Linked DNA regions of Anas platyrhynchos: region 2 is linked to region 1. Evidence: chromatin contacts called from public Hi-C data. All regions are on one chromosome and are shown on one strand. Each heading gives the region's core, a stretch centred on a gene start, on an enhancer-like site or on the middle of the called end of the contact. The rest is flanking DNA. Distances are from core to core; before and after follow the strand shown.

The links. A called contact is a pair of places that touch in the nucleus more often than the background predicts.
Region 2: a contact with region 1 is called in a Hi-C map of subcutaneous adipose tissue, with 4 times the contacts expected there. The contact joins two enhancer-like sites. A contact is called at or near these places in 5 of 8 Hi-C or Micro-C datasets (F1 follicle, F5 follicle, skeletal muscle and 1 more).

The regions. Positions count from the first base shown.
Region 1 is chr19:6,731,373-6,734,022 of IASCAAS_PekinDuck_T2T, forward strand. SMURF2 (SMAD specific E3 ubiquitin protein ligase 2) reads right to left here. Exons shown (of 19, transcript XM_027471662.3): 5 at 2,459-2,524. Among named protein-coding and RNA genes, the nearest start is that of SMURF2, 41 kb to the right of the region's middle. Within about 2 kb of position 1,344, at least 5 of the 8 cell types and tissues checked have an H3K27ac peak or open chromatin away from gene starts, as enhancers often do. A contact at or near this core is called in subcutaneous adipose tissue, where this site is marked.
Region 2 is chr19:6,784,308-6,786,957 of IASCAAS_PekinDuck_T2T, forward strand. No RefSeq gene overlaps it. Among named protein-coding and RNA genes, the nearest start is that of KPNA2, 11 kb to the right of the region's middle. Within about 2 kb of position 1,339, at least 4 of the 8 cell types and tissues checked have an H3K27ac peak or open chromatin away from gene starts, as enhancers often do. A contact at or near this core is called in subcutaneous adipose tissue, where this site is marked.

The DNA.
Region 1 (2,650 bases), core at 94-2,593:
CTCTTTGCCTATGTGAGGACCAAAATTTGTGTACGGCTTCATTTTGTAATGAGTAAGGATTCATTTTTTCTGCGCCGCCACATCAGAAATAAAATGGTGGCACAGAAGACAGCTGCAAGATTAAGACACAGTTCAGGTGCCCTTTGCATCTACTACTCACAAGAGTCCCCTTTTCTTTCCCCCCTTTGAAGATAACCTTAGGACTTTAAGATAGAGATCCCCGTGCTCCCTGACCCAGATTATGAAGTCATGACCACTGTGCACTTGATTTGAAACATTATTATCCTCTGAAGGTATCACATTTGAATCTTGTTTTTCAATCTCCCATAGCTTCTTCATTTAAGTGGGTTTATCATTAAAAGTACTGAGAGTAAGTACATTTATCTCTTATTCTATTTTGTTACTTATTTTTAAACAGCATTTTCTCACCATGTAACTGCAGTAGAATTACCTAGTTCTACTCAGGCTCATTGACTCATTCAACAAAATTGCATTAGTGAAGAAATATTAAAATGTAAGGAGATTAACAATGACAATTTCAACAGAAGGGACAGGAGACTCTGCAGTCCTATCACACATGCATCAAATTCAAACACAGCCATGACTGAGGAAACCTTTCAGACAGTAACAGCATAAAGTAGAACATACAGATGTGTTCTAACTGTCTCTGCTGTAACCTGACAAGCTGTGTTTTTCCTAGGTTTAATGCATGACCCAGCAGCTCCTGCTAACTAGGGACGCAGCCTAAGAAGCATGCCAAATGAACAAATGCTGCTTTGGCTATACCACTTCTCATGACCACATCAGGTTAGGCCAGCTGGTCAGGCTGGTTTCTGGCCACATCACTGACAGTGAGTTATCTCTGACACATCTGAAGTGTATTGGCCATGCCCACACTGCATAGTATTTGACCCAGGTTTCCCATATGGCATCCCAAAAGCCTTGAGAACTGTTTGTTTGTTAGCTTGTTTTGTTCTCTCTTGTTTGAAGTGCCCAAATTAAGACTTATCATTCTCAGCTTGTGACAACAAGGATGCACGTTGCATACTCTGGAGGGCAGCATGAGAGCACATCACGGTGTGAGGGTACAATCCCTGCTAGTATCATGTCTGAAGGACTGCTGTGGGCAGAGGGCATCTCTGCTGTTTGGAACAGGCCCTGGACAAGCTCCCTCCTCAGCTGTGCTCAGTCTGTTTTTAAAAAGCACTCCACAAAATAAAACAAGCAAACAACAACAACAAAAACCTAACAATAACCCAACAGAAGCAAAAAAAAAAAAACAAAACACACACGCGCAAAAAAAAAAAAAGGATATACACAGCATGGGTGATCCAAGGACCAGCATACTGGAGCACGCCAAAAGCCAAACTGACAACACAACACACCCTAGAAGGATGACTGTTTTATTCTTTATTCCTCTGTGCAAGCTCAAATGGAAAATTTAATGTTCAAGAATGGTCTGGAAGCGTCAGCAGTGCACTTACAGTTCCACATTTCTATCATCATTTGATCCTATTCTGCCACCTTACTCTTATGTGAACACTGTGCAAACACTTGCAGATCGGATGCTAGACAGATGATGAAAGCAACATGAAGAGAGAAAGTCTTAGATATTAACCAACAGGACTTTGAGGAAAACAAAGATATACAAAATGAAGCCCCTATTTGCCAATTGTTTTTTCAATAGCTTTCTCTGTTTGACTAAATAAGGATGATGCCTGGATACTATTTGAAATAAGAATTGACCTAAATACTGAACATACAAACTCACTTTTTTAACTCCCGTCTCCAAAGACTCTAACACCTTGCCTTAAATATAGACTTCTTATCCCGATCCACATCTTTTTGACATCTTACATTACCTGTTTGAAACACTGTCCTCTGAAACAACCAACAATGCACCAAAAGGAGGTTTATGAAGTTATTTGTGGGATGCTTATTTTTCAATTTGCCAGCTTGAAGAAGTTTTTTGTTTGTTTGTTTTTTAAAACATAATTATTTAACGTTTATGAAGTAGCACAACAACAAAGCACAGTTACCAAGACCGGTGACAGGCCTCTTAATAACCCTAAATGAACTGACCATTTTAAAAATACTCTCCTGTTACAGCAAGATGTTCTATCCTTGCACAAAACCTACAGGAACCACAGCTTTACTGGAACTCTCAATGGCCACGACATTTGTACTCAGTATTTCCACAGGGGGTTCAGGCTTGAACTGCCACCATTGTTTAGAGTGAAATTCAACACTTTCTAAATACATTTTGTATTATATGTGTATGGTCTTAACTATCCCAACAGTTATAATTTTATACATACACACACTTTTGTCTTGAGGTCAATGGTTTTGGCACTAGACACTGAATTTAAAAAAATTGATTTCTAGGTAGTGTATTTCCACAGCTACTTTTAAGCTCTAAGTGAACTAAAAGATTAAAAGCCTACTTTTACCTACTTACCTACTATCTGTCCTCTAACAGTATCATTATCATTTGGCCCAAGTTTGCACAGATCCAATCTCTGATCTATAGAACAAAGAAAAAAGTATAAATCATACAACATTTTGCTGCTTTTGAAATACAGGCTGAAGTACCATCAGAACAAAATTCATCCTAGCATAAAATACTTAAGACTTCAAGATATGGGGGGAG
Region 2 (2,650 bases), core at 89-2,588, 53 kb after region 1:
CCTCCCACTAATGACACTCCCTAGGGTAGTGGGTGAACTGCAACCTGGAAACAGGCCATGGCTCTTCCACGAAATATTCTGGCTTCAGCGGAAGAGTGTCCATTTCCTGGAGCCAGTCTGAGACAGACAGTGCTCTGAAGTCAGAAACAGGACTGGAATCCAGTGACCCTTATTCCACATGAAGTGCTGTGAAACTGAAGGCACATCAGTTCTTTCTTAGCCATCTATATGTAGAGCTCCTGCCTGACTTGTATCAGTGCCATGTTATGGATCAGTTAGAAGGAAGTGTTTTCCAAACACAGTGAACACCGTTACACACTTGCAGGTTGAATGTTCTTCTGAAGTCTGCAAGAGGGTTAGGTACACCCTTCCCAGCCTCAGGATGGCTCACCTAAATTCCCTCTTACAGTTCTCTAACACGTTTCCTAACATTATATATCTAACATTATTTCCTCTGAAGGTGAGTTGAGCTTAATTTTTTTTTGCTCAGGCCAAAGAGTTAACACTTAAAAGACTTAAAGAGTTTCCTATTAGGTTTTAAGTGAGAGTGTCAATGTTTTCCTTTCTAGGCCATATATGACCAGTCACAATTAAACTTCATTAATTACTTCTGTTTTGAATAACAGTACTTTTTTCACAAATTGTATACATTCCCAAGATTTATTCCTATTCTCAAATATTATTTCATTACCTTATCACAGAAGAGATTCAATACTCCTGGGATAAAGCTATATTCAGCAAAAGGGTAATTATAACCAGAGGTCCCATGGGTTGACTAGAGGAATGGACATGAGGATTCCCAGGCTCCAGGTTAATTCTACTTGCTACTTTCTGGATGTCTGTGGATAACTTTCTTGTATCACAGTTTGCTCTGCTGCAAAACAGAAGAGACCTGTGAAATATTGTTGGTTAGTGAATTCCTTTACCCAGAAACCTAAAGCTGTTCCTTCTTGCTGATATACTATCACGTATTTCTGTGCAATGTAAATTATTTTGTATGGAGCAGCAAGAAGCAGCTTCACTTGAGAATATTTTAGTTTAAATCACAGGAAAAGAAGAACAGATTTCAGCTAATTAAAACACTTCTGGCTTTTCCATGCTTTAAACCCTTCTTCCTTTATTGGAATGTGAATGGACACCCTACTGAAAATCAGGACCGCAAAGCCTCTGCTCTTCCTTCAGAGCCTCACATCTTAGAAATCAGCAAGTGGAAGCAATCCCACAAGCAGAATTTCCTAGCATCAGAATTTCAGGAGTGGCCATGTTTTCTGGGATCTTGGACTGAAATCCTGCCACCAGTCCACAGATAAAATAGCGCTAGCAACAACTCCATTCAAGGCCAGTTGATGTCAGCAGGGGTCTGTTACTGTTGCTCTCAGCACAGCAGTCAGCAGACTGGCACACAGGCCACCAGGCATTTATTCCAGCCCTTACCCTGAATTAGGCATTTACCAAATAAATAATGCTGGCTCTTAAATCTGGCTAGATAACATACACATACAAATAAGTACCTCTTGCCTTTTGCTCCTACCATTTTTTAAAGCAAGAAACGCAGCCTAATGGGTGACTAGGAGCCTAACCTCAGAAATAGTTTGCATTTTCTTAGAATAAGGGAGTGACTCACCCCAGTCACTTACTCATAATCACTGTAGTTTGTTGCTTGTGGAAACACATACTGCCAAGAGCAGGACTTATTGGTGGATAGGCTGAATACACTTTTCTTGGATAAAAACGAAGTCTTGATCCCCAGAAAGTTAATTATTAAGCCACTGAGCTGACAGGCATCTAGAGAAGAATTTGCAGTGTTCTATTATTAACTTAGTATATTAAATAATTCTGAAACCAGTATATCAGGAAAGAAAAGTAGAGATAACGCTATTCAACGAGCATTCTGAATTCTCATCTCCTTTTCTACATAAAGAGAAGTCAATTTGACTTCATATATGCTAAAAAGCAATTAAAGTAAGCTGTATGTTTTAAAGTAACAGTACCTGATACAACACTTTTAAAAGATTATGCCTTACATTAAATATTTAGTCTGGTTAAATACTCAGGAATTAGCACATGGTCGTTTCCTGTAACTACAAGAGGTTGCCTGAGGGATTTTATCTCAGTATTTTCTTAAGAGAAAAATCAGGTGTGTCATACCTGAGCGCCCCACGCTGGATGAAACTTCACAACAACCTCTTAGAAGCAAAGAAGAAACTGCAATGCTGTCTGTAGCACCCTCTAGCGGAAGATGCATTATTTTACAGAATTGGATCTCAGTATTACTACAGAATCCCGAATTACATTTCACAATCCACAAGCATAATTATGTGGTATCAATGGCTTTATGCTGACTTTGCATAACTGTTTTTCTATAGATTAATTTCTTCAACTCTTTACGGACTATTTTGTAGCTTACATTTTCATGTTGAAGTTGGAGGTTTAACAACAAAGCAAAGGACACAACAAGGCTTTACAAGGTAATAAGAGCCCTTTCCGCTCGTTGTCTTTTGTTGTGTTTCCCCAAAACATTAAAGGCTTCAGCACTGCAAGATCAATGGTTCCTTCCACTTTTCATGGGTACCACCACTATGGTAACAGTGGAACAACAGCCTAAGAGTGTTGCAGCATCTACGATGCCAGACATGCATTCTGCCTTCAG